2 separate regions of the Hordeum vulgare genome follow, and region 2 is linked to region 1. A link is a contact called in public Hi-C data. All regions are on one chromosome and are shown on one strand. The core of a region is the stretch at or near the end of the contact, and the rest is flanking DNA. Distances in the headings are between cores, read along the strand shown.

Region 1 (4,606 bases), core at 767-3,266:
ATACAGTCAAGATTCGACCATGCATTGGGCACACGACTGGCGCATCCAGATATGCACGCGGCCGCCGCCTCATTGCCACCTTCAAACAAACAAAATTCACACAAAACAGACGTAGATTTGGGGTCATGTGTTGGAGTAGCCCTAAGATGTCAAGTAGGTGGAGGATATAATTGAGGAATCAACATATATGGATGCTTTCTTCTTCCGAGTATAATTGTGGTAACAAACTTGCACATCCCTTAGTTCATCCGTCATAGATAAGCAATCAGAAGTCTTCTCGCAAGAGCATCTCTAGTCATGAAGCCTTTTTTTCTTTTGGCCCGGATAGGTCCGCTAAACTTAACCCGGCCCGCAAATTTTTTACAGGCTAACTGCAAAGCGACCGCTCCGTTGCTATATCTACGGCTTCTGCTCCGTTTTATCAGATGCAAACCCGATCTCCTCCACCGTCGCTACCACACTCCGCACCTGAACTCCGGTGTCAAATCCCGCCACTTTCCGCCTTCTTTTCTTCTCTTCACTGGGTGGAGCTGCTCGCGGGCGTGGCGGGACACCGCAACGCAAGTTCGGACGCCGCGACATGGATTCCGATAGCTCCATCCGGCTTGCCATCGAGCCATGTCGCTCCAAGCAAGCCTGCGACGGAGCCGGCTCTCCCATAACGGCGGGCGGACCCCTTGGGCCGACTTCAATGAGTTCCACACACCCTTTTTATACACACATGGAGGTGGATGCCGATCGAGCTCCTCGCCGTAGAGCGCGCGATGACAACCGGAGAAAAGGTGCCTCCTCAAAGAAAGAGCACGCCCTCGCTTACACGTGCCGCAAGTCCGCAAAGATGTCCTACCTCGGCGTCTGTGGGATTGTTTTAGGTTTAATTTATAATATGAACTTTGTATTTGCTATGTCCGTATTATGGTGGTCTGAGGGTATGTACAATAATGCTATCTTAGGAGTGTAAAGTAGGATAAATGATGAAGTGAATGAGAGAAAACTCATAAAAAAAGTTTATCTTCTCTTATTTAAGAGAGAACAAGAAGTGATCTCTTAGCACAATATGTCTCACGGTATTTTTAGAAATAACTAGTTATTGAAGATAGCTTAAGAGGTGATCCATTGTACTCCCTCCATCCATATGTATAGGACCTAATGCATTTTTTGAGATTGCATTTGACTATTGATAAGATTAATAGTATATGAAATGTATAATGTGAAAATTATATCATTGAAAGCTTCTTTCACGTACGAATTTAAGGATATGCTTTGTGTATCTTGCATGTCATATATTATTGATTTAATATATGATCAAAGTTAGCCTTGAAAAACACATTAGACCCTATATATATATATATGGATAGATGGAGTAATATATTTATTTTGACATATCTAAATTACATGCAAGTCTTAAGATAAAATTATCTTATCAACCATTGTACATGTCTGATATACTGTTTATAGTGCGAAATGGTTTTAAAATTTACAGTACAATTTTTATCGGATCTGTACTGCCGAAACCTTCACGTTCCTGTAAAAACGTCCTAGGGTTGCATTAGTGGATTTTACCGGATCCGCTAGTGATTTCACCGCAACGAACAGTCCAGTCGCTGTCGGCTTGCTCAGTGCACGAGTTAAGTCCACCCGACCCACAGAACTTTCTAATCCACTACAGTCAGCACCCCGAGGGAATGGGTGCTTGGGACAGAGCCACCCCGCACCCAAAACCCACTCCCGAAACAAATAATCCATCGAGCCGCCCCACCACAAGACCACGGCACCCGATCCCCAGACATGAACGGCGATCCCCTGTTGCGCCGCGCTGACGTCCCGCGCGACCAAATCCTCGCTTCCGTCGCCACCTGACCCCGAGCGAGCCCGACCTTTTCTCCGTCCCATAAAAAGATGCTCCGGCCAAACTCTCGACCCGGTCATTCCTACGCTCACCCCGCCCCGCCCAACAAAACAAAAAGACGACCGTCGACGCACCCCCTATACGCTACGCCTACGCGCGGCCGACTATGTGCACGCCATCGCCGGGTGGCCGCGGGCGCGGGCGCGTGCGCTTGAACGTCGGCGGACGGGTGTTCGAGACCACGGCCGCCACGCTCGCTGCCGCGGGGCGGGACACCATGCTCGGGGCCATGCTGGACGCCTCCTGGAACGCCGCGGCCGCGGGCGACGAGGCCGACTACTTCATTGACCGCGACCCGGCCTGCTTCGCGGTGCTGCTCGACCTGCTCCGCACGGGCGGCCTCCACGTGCCGCCCCACATCCCCGACGCCGTGCTCTGCCGCGAGGCGCTCTACTACGGCCTCCTCGACCGCGTCTGCGCCGCGCGCTGGGCCGACTTCGACGGCGACCGCCTACGCCTGGCAGCGTCCGTGCCGGGCCGAGCCCCGGGGGACGGCACGGCCGTCCGCGCGGCGCCCGACGGAGGCTGCTGCGTCGCGCACGGCGGCGCCGTGCGCGTCTATAACTGGATGCTTGAGGAGCGACGCCCGGTCTACCTCGACCACGCGCCGGTCAACGACGCGGCCTACCTCGACGCCTCCACGCTCCTCGTCGCCGCGCGCGAGCGCCCCGGCAGGCGGGACGGCGGCGTGGCAGCCTTCTCGGCGCTCACCGGCGAGATGCGCCACCGCTTCCGCGTCGCGCACGATCGCCAGGTCAGGTCCTTCACCCCCGGGGCGCTGGCCTTCGACCTGGAGTGCAGCATCTTTGCGAGCTGCAAGGGCCGGCTCAACGAGTACGGCATTGGCGTGTGGGACGGCACCACCGGCGAGCAGACGGGCTTCTTCTACGAGCCGCCTGGCTGCGCCCTCGGCGACGCCGATAAGCTCCAGTGGCTGGACGGCACCAAGACGCTCATGGCGGCCACCATGTTTCCGCGGGCGGATTCTTCTTTCATCAGCCTGCTGGATTTCCGGGACAAGAAGGTCGTCTGGTCGTGGTGCGATGTCGGCACGCCGGCGTCGCTCGAGGACAAGCACGCGGTCCACGCCATCGCAATGGAGGACGGGAGGTCCGTCTGCGTGGTCAACCAGTACGACGACCTCGGGTTCCTCGACCTCCGGAGCAACGCCGGCGCCGTGCGGTGGAGATCACGGAGCAAGCTGATGAGCAGGAAGAAGGTGCACGCCGAGGAGACGTGCTATCCCAAGCTCGCCACGCACGCCGGCCAGCTGTTCGCGTCGACGAACGACGCCATTTCGGTGTTCAGTGGCCCCGACCATGCACTCACCTCAACGCTGCGCGGGACCGACGGCGGAGCCATTTGCGACTTCTCCATTGGGGGTGACCGTCTTTTCGCCCTGCATAACGAGGAGAATGTGTTCGATGTGTGGGAAACGCCGCCACCGCCGATCATCTGACACTTGTGCGAGGATCAGTTACATTTTTCATCAAGACAAAAGGGGAAGAACTAGTGATAGAGGTTTTGACAATGGAGAAACATGCTGTAGCATTCTCATCGTTCTGACATGACCAGACAAGATTCAACTGTCACTAAACTTGTACTCCTTCCGATTTTAAATACTCCCTATGTTCCATAATTTTTGTGACTGTTTCAGTTCAAATTTAAACTAAAACAACGACAAGAATTATGGGACGGAACGAGTATAAGTCTTGGTAAAGCTTTCATTAGAGGCTACATATGGATGTATATAGACATACTTTAAAATATATATTTATTTATCTTGTTCCGTATGTGATTTTCTAATAAATTCTTTAAAAAGACTTATATTTAAATACTGAGGGAGTATTTCCAATTCCAAAAATGAGTATAGACATGAGCATAGTGTTGTCATCTCTTTATGATGTCAATGATTACCAAGCAAAAGTTACTCTTACTCACCTTTCATATATTAATGTTTGACAAGTCAACTTTAGGTCACATTGTGCCAAATCTTTTCACTAAACTTCCTCATTACATTGTTAAAGGTGTTGTCTTCTTGTTATGCTAGTCTTTTTGACGCAACCTTGTAAGAGGAAGGAGCTCCAACATTGCATCAAGAAGAAGAGAGTTGATTCAGTCAATAAAGGAAACAAGAACCAAAAACCATACATGACACAGTTAATTATGAAAAACCGATCAATATCACACACACCCCGCTAACACTTAAGGGGCATCGTACATCGTTTGATCCGTATACAAGGGTGCCTAGGCCCAAGACCACTGGCAACACAACATACCCAACCAAGTCAACCTCTCCAACCTCAAGAATATGCATGCAACTAGATGTGCACTCGTGCCAAACCTTATGAAAAATGAGATGAAACATTAACCTCCACCAAGGCAGGAATTGCCTGGATCGCCATCGACGTAAGCGGTTTCTTGTAGATCCGCATATAAGACTTCATATTCTCTTGCACATCCTCCTAGGTGACTTTCTTGAGTGTCATTCCATTGGTAGCTCTTCATAAGTCTCCGCCAATCTATATTCAACGTGTTTGGCAGTCGAAATGTTGAAATTTTTGTTCTTATTATCCAACCTCCACTACGCCTGTCGAAACATATAGATGCCCCTTGAATCCGGACATGAATCCGTGCTTCGAGCAAGGACCACGGTGCTGTGCAACTGATGCCGCTTAGGAACTCATCAAGCAAAGT
Region 2 (4,578 bases), core at 1,564-4,063, 410 kb before region 1:
AGGAAATGACAAGCGGTTTTCAGCAAGGTATTCTCTACAAGTGATGTGAGTAATAGTGATGGATAGTTTTGTAGCAAGATAATTCGTAACATGTGACAAGTAACAATAGTAGCAAAGGTGCAACAAGGTAGCCCAATCCTTTTTGTAGGGAAAGACATGCGTGAAAGTACTCTTATATTAAGCAAGCACTCCCGAGGACACATGGGAATTTCTGTCTAGTCATGTTCATCATGTTGAGTTGATTCGCGTTTGCTACTTTGATAATTTGATATATGGGTGGACCAGTGATAAGCTGTTTTTCTTACTTGAACAAACAACTTATGATTACCCTCTCTCGCAAGCGTCCGCAACTACGAAAGAAGAATTAAGATAAATCTAACCATAACATTAAACGTGAGGATCCAAATGCACCTCTCATGAAGCAACACATAAACTAGAGTTTAAGCTTTTGTCACTCTTGCAACCCATCATCTACTTGTTACTCCACAATGACTTTCCTTAGGCCCATAACATGGTGAAGTGGCATGTAGTCGACATTCACATGACACCACTAACAGTAGTAACAACATACATATCATCAAAATATCGAACAAATACCAACTTTACATGATTACCTATAACAAGACTTCTCCCATGTCCACAAGAACAATAGTAACTACTCACACTTCATCAACATGTTCAAAATAAGAGGTATAATAATAATGATTAAGGATCTACACATAACATCTTCCACCAAGTAATCCAACAAACATCAACTACAAGATATAATCAACACAACTAGTAACCCACATGTACCAATCTAAGGTTTTGAGACAAAGATCGAGTACAAGAGATGAACTAGGGTTGGAGATGATATGGTGTTGGTGAAGATGTTGTGAAGATTGGTCCTCCCAAATAAGGAGGAAGCATTGGTGATGACTATGACTTCGATTTTCGCCTCGTGGAGGGAATTTTCCCCCACAGAATCTCTCTGCCGGAGAGCAAAAGGGCCTCTGCCCAGGTTTCTGCCTCGAGACGACGACGCTTCGTACCGAAAGGTGTCTTATGATTTTTTCTAGGATAAAACACACCATGTAGGAGAAGAGGGGCGTTAGGAGGCCTATAGGGCCCCATAAGCCATAAGGTGCGCCCCGTTGGCTTGTGGCCACCAAGTGGCTTCCCTATGGTATATTTTTGGCCCAATAATTCTTAAATATTCCATACAAGTTCTATGGGAAGTTATAGGTCATTTGGAGTTTCGTGATTTTTTTGCCTTTTTCTTGGTTTTCGGGTCGAGAATTCCAATTTTTAGATATTTCCCTCTTTCCGCTGTACTTTGCATATTCATTGAGAAAGGGCATAAGAATTATATGATAATAGAGAATAATGAACAAAAATAACACAAATATCAATAAGGAATCATGATGCAAAATGGACGTATCACGGTGTGGCGTGGCAACCAGGGTGGTGGAGCGGCGAAGAAGGCATGAGAGAAAAGGTGAAGGAAAGTAAACGGCAGGATGGGGTGCGGGGTCCCGGAGGTTTTTTTGGGTGTCAGAGTCCTACGCGGCTGCTGCCGGACTCCCGCAAAGCCCCCCCAGTTTGTCTTGAGTTTGTCAGAAATGGACATCCAAACCGCTCGATGGACAGATACAGGCCCGCATTGGATGGTTAAACACGCCCGGACCATTTAGTCCGGACGGTTGCGGGCGGTTTGAGGTCCGCTTTGGAGATGCCCTAAAGGATCATCTTCTCTTCTATTTCGTGCATAGATCAACCAATATATCGTGACATATTAGGTATCTTACTTATCGCACGTTTTATACGAGACATGACTATAGCGTGTCATTACTTCTTACGCAAAACAATAGCAACAGCTCGATGCGACAATCCCGTGACCCGCGCCTCACCCCTAGCTGTACATATACTCATCGAATCGTTGTCTTCCATCTCTCATCACAACCCTTCTCCTCGTTAGTCTTATTTCCGCCTTTCGCCCCCTCCGTCTTATCTTCTTCGACGACTTCAAGATCGATTTGTCACTTCCACTTGGCGGAGCGCCGCCGTGATGCCACGGCGTCACCGTCCCGCTATGGTTTGGTTTTCCACTTCCATGGTTGCATCTTATGCCCCCTCTTTTTTGAGAAAGAAAAACAAGATTTTGGCCCTTCTTATTGTTGATTGATGGTTGATGTGCAGGATGACCGGAAACCTAGTGGAATTTGCCAAATCAGCGAGAGCGAGGGGCGTGGCAATCGTCGAACTGCTCGCTCCCAGCAGCCTTCCACCCCCTTGGTTGCATCTCGTGTCTCCTCTTTTTTGAGAAAGAAAAACAAGGTTTTGACCTTTCCTTTCTTATTGTTGATTGACGGTATGATGTGCAGGAAGACCGGAAACCTAGTGAAAATTGCCAAATCGGTGAGAGCGAGGGGCGTCGCAATCGTCGGAGTGCCCGTACCAAGCAACCTTCCACCCCCATGGTTGCATCTTGTGCCTTCCCTTTTTTTGAGAAAAGAAATTCACGTTTTTACCCCTTTCTTATTGTTGATTGATGGTTTGGTGTGCAGGAGGGTCGCAAACCTAGTAGAAAAAATAGTCAAATCAGCCGGAGGGAGGAGCGTGGCAACCATCGGACCGCCAGATCCAAGCAAGCGACGGCCGAGATGTCCCCGGGGTGCTGCGTGCACTGCCCCGCGGCGGCGGCGGCTCGGACGCAAGGCCGCCCAAAAGCGGAGCACGATCGCCCCCGACGCGTCCGTGGGCAAAATTGGCAGGCCGCGCCCGCGCCGAAGTGGCCCAAACCCCCCCATAAATCGCCCGCCGATTCCAAACACCGCTCCACTCCACCACCCTGCCTTTGCCCTCGCAAGGCCGAGCCACGGAGAGCCGCACCCAAATCGCGTCCCGTCGTGGAAAGGGAGCGGGGGGTTGGGAGCGGGACAAATCTCCCTCGTCACCACCTCCGTCCACCGCCACCTCCCTCTCGCCCCCTCAAGCCTCGCCCCTCGCGTGGGAGGGACGCCGTGTCCTCCTGCCCCCACCTCGCCGCGAGGGGAAACCCTAGCGGCTGCAGATCTCCGGGCAGGCGCCCCGATCCGGGCGGCCCGCGCCCCGATTCGCCGCTCCCGGCGCCTCAAATGGCGGAGGCCGCGGCGGACAACGACCTTGAGGAGAAACTCAAGGATGTCGGCGCCCGCCTGCAGGAGGCGCCCCCCGACTCCGAAGGCCTGCTCAAGCTCCTCGACGTGAGCCTTCTCTCTCAACTTTGTGTGTTTGGTTTTCTATATCCGTTACGGCTGTCTGTAGGGTTTCTCGTTGTGGTTGTATGGATTTCGGATGATTGTAATAAGTTTTATGTTTACCTGGTCGCTGCTTCTCTTGATTTTGTCCAATTCTTGGTTCTGGCAAAAAAAAAGGCGAGCGTTTTCAGTTATTGGTAGAGCCTCATCTATTGTTGGGTACTGATATACGTACATGATTATGTCGGTCTATTGTTAGAGGTGTTGGCTTCCTTGAAATCCACCCTGCTGTTTAGAATTCAAGTAACTGCCGAGTCTGATTATGGCAGTGGCTATTATAGCTTAAAACTTGCTCATGTAATTAACAAGTTGATCGTATCTATATGCAGGACGTCGAGAAAAATCTCATGAATGTGGAACAATCGCCTGCAGCAAGCACATTTGCTGCTGTTCGCCCAGCAATGGATGCCCTGGTTAGGAATGAGCTTTTGACTCACCCTAATGCCGAGGTCAGACTTGCTATAGCATCTTGTATATCTGAGGTTACAAGGATCACTGCACCTGAGGCTCCGTATGATGACAATCTTATGAGGGTAATGCGTCTTTCCTGATTATAAAATTAATTTATTCTCTATCTTTGTATCCTGACCTGTGCTGTCTACTTTTTCAGGATTTGTTTTCCATAATTGTGGGGACTTTTCAGAATTTGGATGATATTGAGAGCCCGTCCTTCTCAAGGAGGCTTTCAATTCTTGAGACCGTGGCAAAGGTCCGGTCGTGCGTGGTCATGTTAGACCTTGAGTTGGATGATCTGATTCTGCAGATGTTTAAACATTTTTTCGCAACTGTGACGTAAGAAGCCACTTCTAGTTATTCACCTTAAGTTTATCCTTTTCGTCCTCTTGCTAGTTTCTGGGCATGTTTAGTAAGTTTTGCTAAGCTATGTTGATATTCTCCTGACATGTCCAAGGTGTTATTTTACTTGCCTAAAATGGTTTTGCTTGTTATGTGTTTCTAATGGACAAATTCTTGATAATATGCTGTACCTGTCCTCTACATTTTTTCTTAACAATCTAGCAGAATCATCAGATCCTTCTATCTTATTCAATCTTTTTTGCTAAAAGAAGATTATAACTTTATGTATTTAAAATCATTAAACTAACACTAAGCTGCCAATATTATAGTGGTTGTTGTTCTGCAAGTTGCTCGCATTGCCTTTTTATGTTGGAAATGCTGCACTCCCCTTCCTGGTAATTGTAATAGTTGTTAAAAGCTGCAGATGCATTTTCTTTTATATTCACAGCAGCAAAGCTGGGTTGTGCTGATATGTTTGTTCAATTAAATTAACGTGATGATGGTA

Evidence for each region. Hi-C and Micro-C count contacts between places; a contact is called where the count stands out from the background.
Region 2: a Hi-C map of leaf shows a contact between it and region 1, with 5 times the contacts expected there. The contact joins the promoter of LOC123401818 here to the promoter of LOC123405485 in region 1. A contact is called at or near these places in 2 of 6 Hi-C or Micro-C datasets (leaf and seedling) and 1 of 1 datasets of contacts at active chromatin or transcription factors (embryo).

Annotation. Positions count from the first base shown.
Region 1 is chr6H:356,466,230-356,470,835 of MorexV3_pseudomolecules_assembly, reverse strand. LOC123405485 (BTB/POZ domain-containing protein At2g24240-like) reads left to right here and starts at 2,016. Exons shown (of 1, transcript XM_045099155.1): 1 at 2,016-3,573. The coding sequence starts at 2,016. The coding sequence ends at 3,368.
Region 2 is chr6H:356,872,607-356,877,184 of MorexV3_pseudomolecules_assembly, reverse strand. LOC123401818 (neurofilament heavy polypeptide-like) reads left to right here and starts at 2,813. Exons shown (of 14, transcript XM_045095667.1): 1 at 2,813-3,224; 2 at 3,608-3,811; 3 at 3,889-4,070. The coding sequence starts at 3,117.